4 separate regions of the Mus musculus genome follow, and all the other regions are linked to region 1. A link is a contact called in public promoter capture Hi-C data. All regions are on one chromosome and are shown on one strand. Each heading gives the region's core, a stretch centred on a gene start, on an enhancer-like site or on the middle of the called end of the contact. The rest is flanking DNA. Distances are from core to core; before and after follow the strand shown.

Region 1 (3,187 bases), core at 261-2,760:
CACATTATTATTACTGTTGTTGTCGTTGTTGGTTGTTGTTCCTGTTGTTTGTGTGTTGAGACAATTCCTTGGTATGTAGTTCAAGGTGGGCTCAGGTTCCTGACTGCTGGGACTATGGCCACATTAGTTCTTAACTAGTTGTAGTCAAATATAAAATCTCAACACATCAAAGACACACTAAAAATTATGTTCTTAAGACAGTCTCTCTCTCTCTCTAGCTCAAGCTTATCCAGCACCTGCCATCCTCCTGCTTGCTCTGTCTGCACCTGGCTCCCCCCTGGCAACTCTAGTTTGGTATATAAGGAGTTCCCAAATACTTAGCAGCTCTCAAACCATTCTAGAGTCCAACCAGGCTGTGGAATGCCCTCTTTACATCTCAAAAAGACCTGTAATCAGAGATTCCCCTACTGGGTTATTTTTTTTGAGACTCTATTTCACAGGATTTACTACTTACTAAACGATACGAAAAAAAAAAAGATAATGAAAACATTAATCACAGTTGCTATATAGACCACTTACTTGAAAATGTTTAAAAATTAATTCAGGATTGAAGTATAACTGAAAAGGTGTGATCAATTCCAACTGCTGAAATGGAAAAAGAGCTTCTTGAAGCCGATCAACCGCAAAACAAAATTTCATCATGAACCACGAAGGATGAGTAGATCTAATCATTTCTGTCCCTTGGAATACATTTCTGTCTTGCTTGTGACAGCTGGTAAGAGATTCTTTAGAATTTGCACAACCGTTTTGTATAAACACACAATGTCAGTTTGATGTTGCAATATTTGAGGATGCTATAAGGCAGGCGGGTGAGCATATTTTAGAGACAAGCCAACAGCATCTTTTACAAATCTGTGCGTCACGTGGTCACCACCTCAGCTAGGTGAGACAACTCGGAATAAGGGGTTTAACTAAGACCCTGCTACCATTAGGGATAGGTACAAGCGGCCAGACACTTATATCCATAGGCCGTCTTTTGAAAGATGTTTCCAGATAGCTCGAGATTTCTATACTCAATATAATAGTCTGTGAACCTAGCGGACCTCACTCCCACTAGTCACCTGGACCTCTCAGACACATTTTTGGGTGGGCGGCTCCCGCACTTCTGATTCACTACAGGTCTGGATTTCATTTGTCTGAAACTGACCTGGCCCTTCACGAAGGGGCACACCCTTCTCAGGTCACTGGCTTGGCACCCTTGGGAATATCCCAAACCCTAGAGTCAGCTCCGGATGTCTCCACCCACCCCTGGGACCAGACCCACTGGGCTTCTCCGCGGCCCAAACCCGTTTTCTGAAGACGCAGTCATAGCTAGCCTGGAAAAAGAGGATGTGGCGCCACAGCTGCTCACCACGGCCGCGGTGGTGAGGACGCAGGCGGTAGTATAGGCGCGGCTGACCGGCGGGATCTGCAGGTACTCCAGCCGGAGGCTCTGGTACGCCATCTTTCCCACCGCGCCTGCCCCCCTTCCCCTTCCGCCAGTATGCCAGGCGGCGGGGCGGACTCAAAGCTGGCCTTCAGCCTACCCACTCCTGTCCAATCAGCGCTGCGTACTCGGACAGCCACCAATCGCTGGCGCCTTGGGGCCGCTCACCCACCAATCAAGAGTTGCGCCTCTGCGTCGGTCCATCCTTACTTCTCCGCCTACCAACGCAGAGAGAAGGACCAGTTCCGTCCGCCAATCCCTGCCGGCCACAGCTAGCTTTCCCTCCTTGTCGCCTTCCTTTTACCAATCGCAGTGGCTCCTTTTGACCCACGGCTAGCCAATCAGGAGTGCGATCCAGCCCGCCTTGGCGTTCGTTCGCAGAGGCAGGTCTCAGTCGATTCGGAGGAGCCGGTGTTACCGCCTTCTTCCAGCCGCTGAGTGTAGCTTGAAGGAAGTGGCGGGAAGCCGGTGTGGGGCGGAATCCATCACTCCCGGGATCGCTTCGGTAGGGGCTGTGTGCTCTCCGAGGAGGAGCGGAAAGGGCGGGACCGAGGAGTGGCGTCGGGGCGGCGGAGCGTTCTGTAGGGAATCCCTCCGGTCTGGCCGGCCTGGGTACGGAGACCTAGAGTTCCCGGCATGCATCGCGGCCGCGGGGTAGTACGGGAGCTGGAGCTGAAGGAAGCGCTTCCCGTTCTGCGGTTTCTGGGCCTTGTCTGTGGCGGTCGTAGGCTCTGAAGTCCATTACATTCGTCGAGACGGTGTGAGGACCTCTCATGTTTATCTTCAGCCGCAGGAACTCTAATCTAGCAGAGAAGAGACGGTAGATGAAGGGAAAGCGGAGGCGGTTCTTCAGGGATGTGTATTCGAACTGGCTCTGGAATCTGCGCCTACTGCATGCTTACTTGAAGGAAAGAAAATAGAATTAGATTGGGCTGGAGCAAAGACTATCCTGACCGTGGCAGACGTGTTCAGTAAGTTATAAAGAAGCTTTAAAAATTGTGGGACAAAAAAATGCGACCGTCAAGACTGGTAGGAACCAAGTAAAAAGTTGGAGAGAATGGCATTTAGAAGGAAGACTAGAAAGCTGAAAGTAGTTGAACCGACCTGTGGCTCCTAGCCACTCTGAAGGCTGAAGCCAGAGGATTTGTTCCATCCTGAAGTTCTAGGCCAGTGTGGACAACGTAGAATGGGAGCAAACACTGGGGAGTGGTCTTAGCAACTTGTTGGTAAAACTGCATCTTTATAGCTACTGCCTCATTATAGCATTGGCAGTGTCCAACAGAGAAAAGGCAACATTGGAACTTTTCTCAAAACTGGAAGTTTGGATGTAGGTATTTGGTTATGTAATCATGGCGCATCAATCCAGGAATGGTGAAAACTTGGAGGCAAAGTTAGAGTGCAAACTTAAGAGAATTATAGGGTGCAAGTGGTCAGTTGATTGGGTAATTTGTAACAGATGACCAATCTATTCAGATAATGAAAATACAGTCTTTAGGAAAGTCATCTCAATAGAAACAACATATGTGAAGGTGGAAGGTGGAGGTAGTTTCAGTGTCCAAACAGTATGCGAAGCCATATGGTCTTAGTCTTCAAAATACAGTGTGGGTCTGGGAATCTCGTGCTAGAGTGCGTACTGGTATGTACAAAGGCCCTGGGAATACTCTTAGCTCTATAGGGAAGAAAAACAAGTTTATGACTACCAAATTCACAAAAGTTAGAGTATTGGTAGATACAAGAAGTTCTGGTCTACTCCAAGTGAGT
Region 2 (3,187 bases), core at 417-2,916, 2.2 Mb after region 1:
GACCTGGTGCTTTTGTGTATTCTTTCATGGTATCTATATTATCTGTAAAGCCAAGTTAATGCCATCTCCCCAGTTAAGACTACAAATTCCATGCGCAACATGTTTACTACAAGTCTAACACAAGTATTTATTTTTTCAGTTAAACATGTATTTCATTCTAAAACCCTCCTCTCAAGGAAGGATTATGAATGAACATATAGTCAGAGGCATTTCAACTGAAACAAACTCATTTGATTAAATGTCCACATAACCTAATCGCCAGAGGACAACGATTTAGAAAAATAGCTTGCATTTTTTGTTATAGGAAAGGCGACTGGCTAAACCTGGTGTAACTGGAACTTAGCTGATTTCACTCACGTGGGAAAGCAGTGGTTAGTGGGAGGGGGTGCTAGAAGAGGACTCTTACCCAATCCAGCAAAAGCAAACAGACTTGCAACTGGACCTCGGCCCTGCCCCCTTCCAGACGAGCCACTTCTGGCAGAGACAACTAACTTCTCTGTGCTTCAGGTTTTTCATTAACAGAAAGTTAGCAGTAACATCTCCATTGCTATGGCGAGAATGAAAACACACAATGCCGGTACACAGTGAAAGCTTAGTAACACGAACTGTTACCAGTTCTTAAGATGTTAACGTTAAATTCTCTCATGTATACTCTAGAGGTCCCTTTGGACTTACTAGGCGTTAAATCCAAAAAAATATACAGGCTGTGGCCTCGTACTTGCTCTCCAGGGAGCAAATCTTGGCGACTTCAAAGCTTGGCTAAGCAAGGAACGACAAGGTGTCACACTTCATTTAATCTGAAGAATAATATTACAGGCTCTGTCTTCAGATATAAATTATAACAGTACAGAACAAGCAGCGAATTCCAACAATTTAAAATCTAAGTAAGTCTACCCGGTGTTAATTCTGGCAAGAGCCTTGCCGATCTGTTTTAAAGTCACCCCTGCCCTCATTTCAGTAGACGTGCACCATGCCATAGAGGAAGGTCCAAAAGAGGACGTAGGTGAAGAGGCCTCCAATGAGGCCTCCCGTAAAGAGAGGTCTTCGTGACTTAAAATATTTGTTCCACCTCCTTCCCGCTTTGAGAATGAGGAGCAGGGAGAGCAGGACGGAGGCAAGCAGGTAGAAGATGAAGCCGTAGAGGCCGGTGAGGCCGAGGATGCCGGCGGTGGCCCCGGACAGCGCTGACACTGAGGTCCGGCAGTAATCCAGGACCGCGGCGTTGCCTCGCACGGCTGCCTCGCTGATGAACGGCGGCCCTTCCCGCTTGGCCACCACCGCGGCCATCGCACCCGCCGGGGCTCCGCTTCTGCCTTCACGCCGACTCACGCGGAGCTGTGGAGAAAACCGAGTTACAAGTGGAGCCCGAAGCCTGGCGAGCTGAGCGCACGGCGCCTCCTCCCCCTGGGACCTCCGACGCCGTGCTGGGGGCCTCTGACCTCCACTGCACGCCGAAACTGAGGCTCGGGCCGGCCCGGGACAGCAGCACATCAGCACACGCCCGACAGGCTCGCGGAGTTACCTGAGACGCCGCGGCACACAGTCCCTCGTGTTCCCTCAGACAGGAAAAAGCGGAGAGTCCCGCGCCGCCATCTTGCGCTGGAGGCTGCTGGGAGGGCTCGGTTTGCGCAGGCGCACAAACTCCGCCCCACCCTCCTACGCTTGCGCCTCGGGCGCTCTCCCCTCCCGCCCCACTTCAGCACACAAGTCCCGGGACTCCGGAAAGCCCAACAGCGCTCCAGATGCTGATTGGCTAGAGACTTCTTAAGTATTCATGAGGGGGCGGGCTGAGCAGGGCTGCCCTTTGTTAACCAGGGAGGGCGCGGCCGCGGGCATTCTCGCTGGGGGTCTCACCGGGCGCTGTCTCCTTGACAGATTTCGGTCGAAATGTCCTACACCCCGGGCCAGCCTGTCACCGCCGTAGTGGTGAGTGCGCTTGCGCGGGCTCCTTCTCCTCTTGGCTCACCCCCATTTCGCAGAGCGGCAAACTGACATCTAGACAGGCTGAGAAAGTATAGGACCCGGGGCTCCTGCGTATATTCCGGTGGCCGTTTCTGCTTAACAGTGCTGCAGCCTTCCCTGGCCTGGAGAGGTGGCTGGGACCTAAGAGCCTCCCGGGACCCTGGGCAGAGGCCAGATCCTGTGCACTGCCGCCGTCGGGTGGATACCTTTTACTAGGCGCAGACCGGGAGGACGTAGGAGAAAGGCTGGTCCGCGGGAGTGTTAGAAAACTCCCCTGCCCTGGGCCTCCTGTCCCCAGCTGGGCGGCCGTGGGGGGCGGGCGCCGATGTCCTGTGAGTCGCAGCCTCTGGAATGAGGAAGCGTTTCCTCTGCTCCAGCCGGCACACTGCCGCCGCCGCCGCCGCCGCCGAGCCGTAGGAGATTTAGGGGGTGGGGCTGGCCAGAGTTTGTGCATCCCCCTTCCCGCTTCTCATCCGGCCTCGCTGCTCTTGGGACAGACCCCTCGAGAGCTAAGGCTTGGTCTTCTGAACTTTTTAGGGTACTCAGCCCTTGATGCTTAGTGTTTGTCCTGTGCATGACACTTAAGCTTCTAGACCTTTCCAGGGCCTCCTTCTCGGTTTGTCTTGTGTATCAATCAGGTGTATTTGAATAGGCAACAGGATGGAGGGGTAGATGTTACAGTCTGATGGGGGCGCTGGCCAACCCTGAGCAGCTGAATCCCAAGAGAGAAGCATCAGTGCCCAGTTTCCTAAAAGGAAGCTTTTAGGAAGGACACAAATCACTCCCCAGACAGGGCCTTACTCTTAAGCTTAAACTGGCCTTGAACTTCTGGCAGTACTCCCTTCTTAGCCTTCCAAGTGTTGGAGTCACAGGTGTGACTTGTGTCCACAGTCCTGGAACTGTAGGGATGGGCCTTGTTAGATGGGTGTGTTGGAGGGTGGGGGCAACAAAGCTACTGATAAAGGTGGCTTGGGAGGGTGAGCTTCCGGCTAGGATATCCCAGTTTTTACTCAATTTGTACCAGCCTGATTTTTCTAGGATCCTTCACTGGCTGCCCCAGAAAGATCATCGAGTTTGACCCTATCTGGAAAAGGAGGGTGTAATTAGGACCTAGGGAGAGCCACTTTGCTGCCTGACTTCTCCCTTAAGTTAGGGCTTTGTCTCTTTTTGGACCTTGCTGGTGGAAGTGAAGGAAGGTGTGTGTGGGAGTAAGCCTGGAGGAGCT
Region 3 (3,187 bases), core at 481-2,980, 2.1 Mb after region 1:
TGGGCTTTCCTACCCTACCAAGGGTGTGCTTTGTGATCTAGACTGCCCCTTTCTTCCCCATGGGCCAGGGATAGAGAATCCTTTAGTGGCTCTACCAAATGTCCTTGGATCAGGGGGAGCTGGGCTTTGAAGCAGTGATGGGCAGGTGGGCTGGCTGCTGGTGCCACTGCAGCTTGTGACAGGTCTGTCCAGCAGCCTTTGGGTGTTCTACACTATGATGTGGTAGTAAGACATCAGACCTGGAACTCTGCTTTTCTAGCTGCTAATAATGTGTTGTATGTGTGTGTGTGTGTGTGGGGTGGTGGTGGTGAACTGTAATCTCCTTGTGAATAATTGTATAAGATCTAGTCAATATCAGACCAAAGCTAACAGCGTGGAAATGTTTGACGTGTCACTGAATCGACACAGAACTGTGGCTAGATACGTTTTCCATGTGAAAAACAAAATAAAATTGATTTTCATGTAGTCATTAAGGCCATGTGGTTGTCTGCTTTTGCTAATACTATAATACTCCAGAATGTTCGCTTACATCTATGGAAGAATGAGAGGTTTGATGCCCAGCTTTTCTGAATTAAGATTAAGATTGCATATGCTCTAGAGTTCAGTTCTGTCCATACACTAACGTCATTTTAACGTGTCAGTTATTTGTGGCTGATAGCTCCAGTTGGACAGTTGGGTTCAAAGCAGCCCATCTTTGCAGAGAGGTCTTACCACATGGCCCAGGCTGGCCTTGAACTCAGTCTTCCCACCCTACACTCCTGAAAGCTGGGATCGTCCGAGGCTTACCTGTCCAGAGCTCTGCTGGGCTGTGCAGAATGGCTTCCTTCCCTCACTGCTGTGTGGGCAAACTTGATCATTGAGGAAATTAGTCTTTAGATATGACTGCCCCTGTTGGTAGTAGACTCTCCACCGCCTGGGCAGGGTCAGAGCTGGCTATAAAGGCCATGAGGTCTACCTCTTCTGTTAGGCTGGAAGCCCAGAGCTGTGAAGCTGTTACCCGCTTCAGACTTTGAAGACATTTGAACCACAACTGGATTGAAGCAATGACTTTAACTAATACATAGGGTCTCCATGCTCACCTGGTCCTCCACAGCCCTATGTGTTTAGTACAGGAGCAGACATAAGAGCCCAGTTCCTACCTGTGAGGCCACTTTCTATTTGAGGGGACCCAATATGGCTGGGGACTGACCCCATGAGTCTGACTGGGGAACATTTTGGATAGGACAGGCTGGAATTCACCTACGTGGACGACTTGCTCCTGCACCCCCTCTGTCTGCCAAAGACACTCAGAACGACCACCAGCCAAATCTTAGCTCACTCGTGCATGAGATGGTGAGTCTAGTGAGTGATGGAACTGGGCTGGCAATTGTCTTACGTTCCTAGGACCCAGCCCACAGCTATGGGTGAAGTCACGTGCTGGCCTTGTACAAGCTATGGTGGCTATGTCTACTTAAAAGTACCTCAGGAGCCGGGCAGTGGTGGTGCACACCTTTATTCCCAGCACTCTGGAGGCAGAGGCAGGTGGATTTTTAGTTCGAGGCCAGCCTGGTCTACAGAGTGAGTTCCAGGACAGCCAGGGCTATATAGAGAAACCCTGTCTCGAAAAACAAAAACAAAAAAAGTACCTGTGGGCCTGTGGTCCCTTATCTGTAGATGCTTCTGTCTCCACCTCCTGGCCTCCCCTGCAGGGGAAGGGAAGCTGAGTACTTTCTGAGGTCCTTCTGTGTCGCCCCACTCAGCTCACACAGCTGCATCTGCTCCAGCTATGAAGTGGCTCTTCCATACCCTTCTCTGCATGGCCAGTAAGTCAGTCTTACCCCCTGTCTTCAGATGCTATCATCTCTGTCTGCCTGGGCTCAGGATTAGTGGTTAGAGAAGTGATGGGCTTCCCTTGGGAAGAGCCTTTGCTCAGACAGAACTGCAGGTTTACTGGGGAGGACCTCTTCATTGTTGCTGGCCTCAGGCATTAGGGCTCTGCCACCCCCTTTCCCTCTCTATTCAGCCTCCCCTCACTCCGCCACATCCTCAGTTCTATGCCCAGTTAGTTCCCAGAGTGTGGGACCCAGTGATACCCTGTGCCACCCAGAAGAGGGCTCTTCTTTAATAGACCAGTTTCAGCTGCTGGGGATTGGAAGGACTTGAGAGAACATGAAGACTAGCAGGAGACTGGGGGTGAAACTCTACAGAGTGAATGTTGTGGGGGAAGCTGTTTCTTGTTCTGTGCTGTGGTGGAGGGGCAGGCATTTCTGCTGCCAGGGGATCCCATTCTGTCTTTAACCCTGAGTGGGGACTGCTTTTGGGACAAACTGCCCTGAGACCACCTTAAGATCCCAGAGACAAGATAGCATAATCAGCTGAACCCCCGGGGACTGCTCAGACAGGGCTCTAGTCTGAACTTACCTAGCCATCTAGGTCTCTTTTCTTGTTCATCTCTGGCAAGAGAATAGGTGAGTATCACACATAGTTACATAAGGGCAGGGAGCTGTAGCTATAGAAGCCAGTTCTTTGAAGGTATGAAGGAGCTGAGCCATCATAGGAGGAGAATGCAGGATGAGCACCCGCTATGAGCCAGAGCACCCGGAAGGCAAGCTAAACCCTGCTCAGATCATCAACGTTTTAGGGAATTTTGTTGTTGTTGTTGTTTGTTGTTGTTTTTCGAGACAGGGTTTCTCTGTGTAGTCCTGGCTGTCCTGGAACTCACTTTGTAGACCAGGCTGGCTTCAAACTCAGAAATTCATCTGCCTCTGCCTCCGGAGTGCTGGGATTAAAGGTGTGTGCCACCACACCCGGCGGGAAATTTTTGATATTTTAAAAAGACCTAGGGGAGCCAGTGAGATGGCTCAGCAGGTTAAGGCACTTTCTGCCAAGCCTGATGACCTGAATTCCGTTCTGGAGACCCACATAGTAAAAAGAGAGAGCTGGCTTGTCTTCTGTCCTCTGCATGATGCCATGCTCATGAGCACACACACTTATGTGCACAGACACACAAGCTTTGTTTTTTAAGCATTTGATAGTCACCATGGGAAGATAAAGTTGGTTGAACTATTTGTTATTTTGATTCCTAGACTTGTGTTTATTTCTGTTATCTACAGAGGGGGAAATGGGGTCTCACTCCCCACTTTTTTTAATCATAGCTCTGATGCCCCATCATCAAAGCTGTCTAGAAAAGATGCTGAGACTAGAGTAG
Region 4 (3,187 bases), core at 238-2,737, 2.0 Mb after region 1:
CAGAGGTAGGAGGATTAGGAGTTTAAGATCATTCTCAGCTACAAAGCAAGTAGTGGGCCAGCCAGTGCTACATAGCAAGACTCTGTCTCAAAACAAGAGGGCTGGGGTAAAGCTCACTGGTAAAGGGCTTTGTTAGCATGCTCAAGTCTCTGGGTTGCATTGTTAATACAGCAAAAGAAAAACGGAAGGAAAGAAAGGAAGGGGAACAGGAGAAAAGAAAATACAATCCATTGTTTTAACCCAATTTTGTACTTTGCATTGCAATCAATTGATGGTACCATTCTAAGGAATTCCATCTTGTTTGTCCCATGGTACAGACCCATTTCAAGAAAAGCTTGGATGTACAGTATCACCTCTTTTGGATCTTACAGCCGCACATAACTAGCTCATTCGGTCCTTATATTCTTCTGTGGAGGTGTGTCACTGTTCTATGTTCTGATGAAGGAACTGAGGTTCCGTGCCATGCCCAAAGTGACCTAGTGTATCTGAGTCTTGTGATTTTTTTTTCTGTTTTAGAATGATTTGCCTTTCTCTGAAAAGATTTTTAGGGGCTCAGATATATGGTCTTACCTATTCCTGGTTCAGATTGGGAGATAGGTCTAGAAAGGGCTAACTAAATATGACACAGGAGGAGACACAAAATCAGGACTCATGACAGACAAGAAGTCCCTTCTTCAAGTCTGAACAAGCCTTTCCTCTTTCCCAGCCAGACTCTTACTAGGAACATTTGCAGGAAATCTTGCTTGTGAGTCTCTGATGAGTAGAGCTCCCAGAAGTGACAAAATGGGTCTAAGCTCTGGTTCTGCCCTTTGGGTAGGTCACTGTGATCTTGAAGCACCCCTCTTCCCCTTTTAAGATAGGATCTTCTGTAGTTTAGGCTGGCCTCAAACTAGCAATTGCCCCTTGGTGTAATTGGGGGATAACCTTCAGCCCCTAGTCCTCCTGCCTCTATCTCCCAAGTGCTGGGAATACAATCGTGTACCATCCCTTTCCAGTTTAAATGTAGGCAGGGTTTTACCTTGGATCCCTGGATGGCCTGGAACTTAGAGATGTGCCTGCCTCTGACTCCTGACTGCTGGGATTATAGGCATGTAACCCCTACACTGGGCCCTAGTTTAAAATTTTGACCACATAATATGGCTCAATTACTGGAAGACTTGACAGAGCCAAAGCTTACTACGGAAATAACTTTGTAAACGCTCAGATTGCCTAGATGATAGATCGCGGTAACCGCTCAGCAGTTCTTAGAAGTATAGTCCTCAAAGTGCAGGTATTTTGGAACCTCAGACGACGCTCCACCTCCATCACTGCTTCGTCCCGCCCCCTACCCCGCGAAGTCCCGCCCCAAGCCGGCCCCAGGTTCCTAGGTCACCAAGGGGGCGCCAGAGATAAGGACAGCTTTCTGGTAGAAACAGACGACGCTCTAGGTGATAGCGGTGCTCCTCTGTGGTCATCGGCGACGGCGCTCTAGGCGGCGGGAGTGAGGGGCGGGCTTTCGGTGGTGCGGCCGGCTGGCAGCTATGGCGGCCGTCCGCGGCCTGCGAGTGTCTGTGAAGGCGGAGGCCCCCGCTGGGCCGGCTTTGGGGCTTCCGTCGCCCGAGGTGGAGTCCGGTTTGGAGCGTGGCGAGCCGGAGCCCATGGAAGTGGAAGAAGGCGAGCTGGAAATCGTGCCGGTGCGGCGCTCCCTAAAGGAACTGCTCCCGGTACGGGCGAGAGGGGCGGGGGCTGAGGAGGTCGCCGGGCGGGTGTCCCTGGAGAGTCAGGGAAGGTGGCGGACGGCGGCACTGGCGCAAGTCCGGGAACGCGGGAAAGGGGCGCGAGCGCCGAAAGGCGGGGGCCGCGCATGACCCGGAGAGCGCCAGAGAGAAAGGACGCCGGGGCGCCCGGAAATGGGTGCAGAGAGCGCTGGAGAGGCGGGGGATCTCGGAGAGAGTTGGGGACACCCCTCTCGCTGCCCCTCGGTGGCCCCGAACGGAATCAGCTGTGTTTGGTTGGAGATAAAAAGGAGCCGCGGGCGGGAACAGAACCTGAATCAGCCCTCAAAGAAAGTGTTAGGTGCCGCCGGCATCCAGGTCTCCTGGTGGGTCCTCCTTCCCCGGCCGAGTTGGTGTCACTTAAACCAGCTCTCTTCGCTTGGGAGGGCTAGACCTGTCAAACAGCAGACACTCGTGTGTTGGTATTGTGGATGAGGGTCCTCACGTCCCCGCACCTTCACTGCGTCTACTCTCGGTGGTCCCAGCTTCTGACACACAGTGACATTTGATCTTTCTTTAACCACAGTGGGTCTGAGGAGTGTTTTGCCTGTGGTTTGGTAGTCACATGCCCCTTCTTAAAGCTGGTCTGAGGCCTGGATAGCTCGGTTTTCACATACAACGTGAACTCCCTGCGCCCCCTCCTTTAATTACATGATAGCAGCTTGGTTTTACATTTGAAGTTATGAGTGAAGGCTAAGGTAGTGATGACAAATGACAATACCTTTGGTGACAACATCTATAGGTTATAGTGGATAGTGTATAGGTCAGGTGTTATCCATTCAGTCAGTTTAACATGTTTATATCACACACCTCTCTGTGTGCTGGTGTAATCCTAGGTGCTTAAGAGCGAACTCCCTCTTGGTGTTGCCCTAGTAGGGGAGACAAGTAAATAGTTCCCTTTTGTATTAAGTGCTACAAAAACAAACACACACACACACACACACACACACACACACACACACACACACCCTGTTAATAGGATAAAAAGCACAGTGGCCAGGAGGGATGTGAAGCAGTTGGTGTGTGTTGGGATGCACAGGAAAGTCCCTTGAGATAGTTAGATTCAACTTGAACCCCAAATGACAAAAAGGGGCCGACCATGTCAGTTGGAAGGGAGTAATTCCTAGCGGGGAGGACAGCAAGCTCAGAAGTCTTAGAGATGGAAACAGGATTGTTTTGTTGGAGAAATGTTGGATTGTCTTAAGCACGAGAACAGAAGTCAGAAAGACAGGTATTGTGGAGGAAAGCAAGGCCTGGAGATTGAATGCAGAGTCCAGGGTATCAGCTGCAGTCCTGAGACTTTAGTTCTGTTTTTATCCCCTCCTTTCTTCATTGTATTAGCCTGTATTTTTCCCAGAGATCCAGGACCTGAAGCATTCTCCTGGAGGCATTTGCGCCACCTAGTGGCCTTTCGTGGGAAATGTGTCCAGTCT

Evidence for each region. Promoter capture Hi-C pulls out the DNA fragments that hold promoters and counts their contacts.
Region 2: a contact with region 1 is called in a promoter capture Hi-C map of pre-B cells, with 3 times the contacts expected there. The contact joins the promoter of Tax1bp3 here to the promoter of Derl2 in region 1. A contact is called at or near these places in 9 of 39 promoter capture datasets (the 3T3-L1 cell line, cranial neural crest, frontonasal cranial neural crest and 5 more), 1 of 484 Hi-C or Micro-C datasets (B cells), 1 of 115 datasets of contacts at active chromatin or transcription factors (astrocytes) and 1 of 9 other capture datasets (adipose tissue).
Region 3: a promoter capture Hi-C map of hippocampal neurons shows a contact between it and region 1, with 9 times the contacts expected there. The contact joins the promoter of Itgae here to the promoter of Derl2 in region 1. A contact is called at or near these places in 2 of 39 promoter capture datasets (cranial neural crest and hippocampal neurons) and 1 of 115 datasets of contacts at active chromatin or transcription factors (stem cell-derived neural progenitor cells).
Region 4: a contact with region 1 is called in a promoter capture Hi-C map of pre-B cells, with 4 times the contacts expected there. The contact joins the promoter of Ncbp3 here to the promoter of Derl2 in region 1. A contact is called at or near these places in 6 of 39 promoter capture datasets (the 3T3-L1 cell line, cranial neural crest, hippocampal neurons and 2 more), 1 of 484 Hi-C or Micro-C datasets (B cells), 1 of 115 datasets of contacts at active chromatin or transcription factors (astrocytes) and 1 of 9 other capture datasets (adipose tissue).

What each region holds. Positions count from the first base shown.
Region 1 is chr11:71,017,793-71,020,979 of GRCm38.p6, forward strand. It overlaps Derl2 (Der1-like domain family, member 2), which reads right to left and starts at 1,511. Exons shown (of 7, transcript NM_033562.4): 1 at 1,352-1,511; 2 at 520-585. The coding sequence starts at 1,444. It overlaps Mis12 (MIS12 kinetochore complex component), which reads left to right and starts at 1,819. Exons shown (of 3, transcript NM_025993.3): 1 at 1,819-2,397.
Region 2 is chr11:73,175,417-73,178,603 of GRCm38.p6, forward strand. It overlaps Tax1bp3 (Tax1 (human T cell leukemia virus type I) binding protein 3), which reads left to right and starts at 1,667. Exons shown (of 4, transcript NM_029564.2): 1 at 1,667-1,926. The coding sequence starts at 1,888. It overlaps Emc6 (ER membrane protein complex subunit 6), which reads right to left and starts at 1,626. Exons shown (of 2, transcript NM_025318.3): 1 at 1,523-1,626; 2 at 87-1,335. The coding sequence starts at 1,287. The coding sequence ends at 955.
Region 3 is chr11:73,088,853-73,092,039 of GRCm38.p6, forward strand. Itgae (integrin alpha E, epithelial-associated) reads left to right here and starts at 1,731. Exons shown (of 31, transcript NM_008399.3): 1 at 1,731-1,802. The coding sequence starts at 1,766.
Region 4 is chr11:73,046,380-73,049,566 of GRCm38.p6, forward strand. Ncbp3 (nuclear cap binding subunit 3) reads left to right here and starts at 1,488. Exons shown (of 13, transcript NM_025818.3): 1 at 1,488-1,703. The coding sequence starts at 1,521.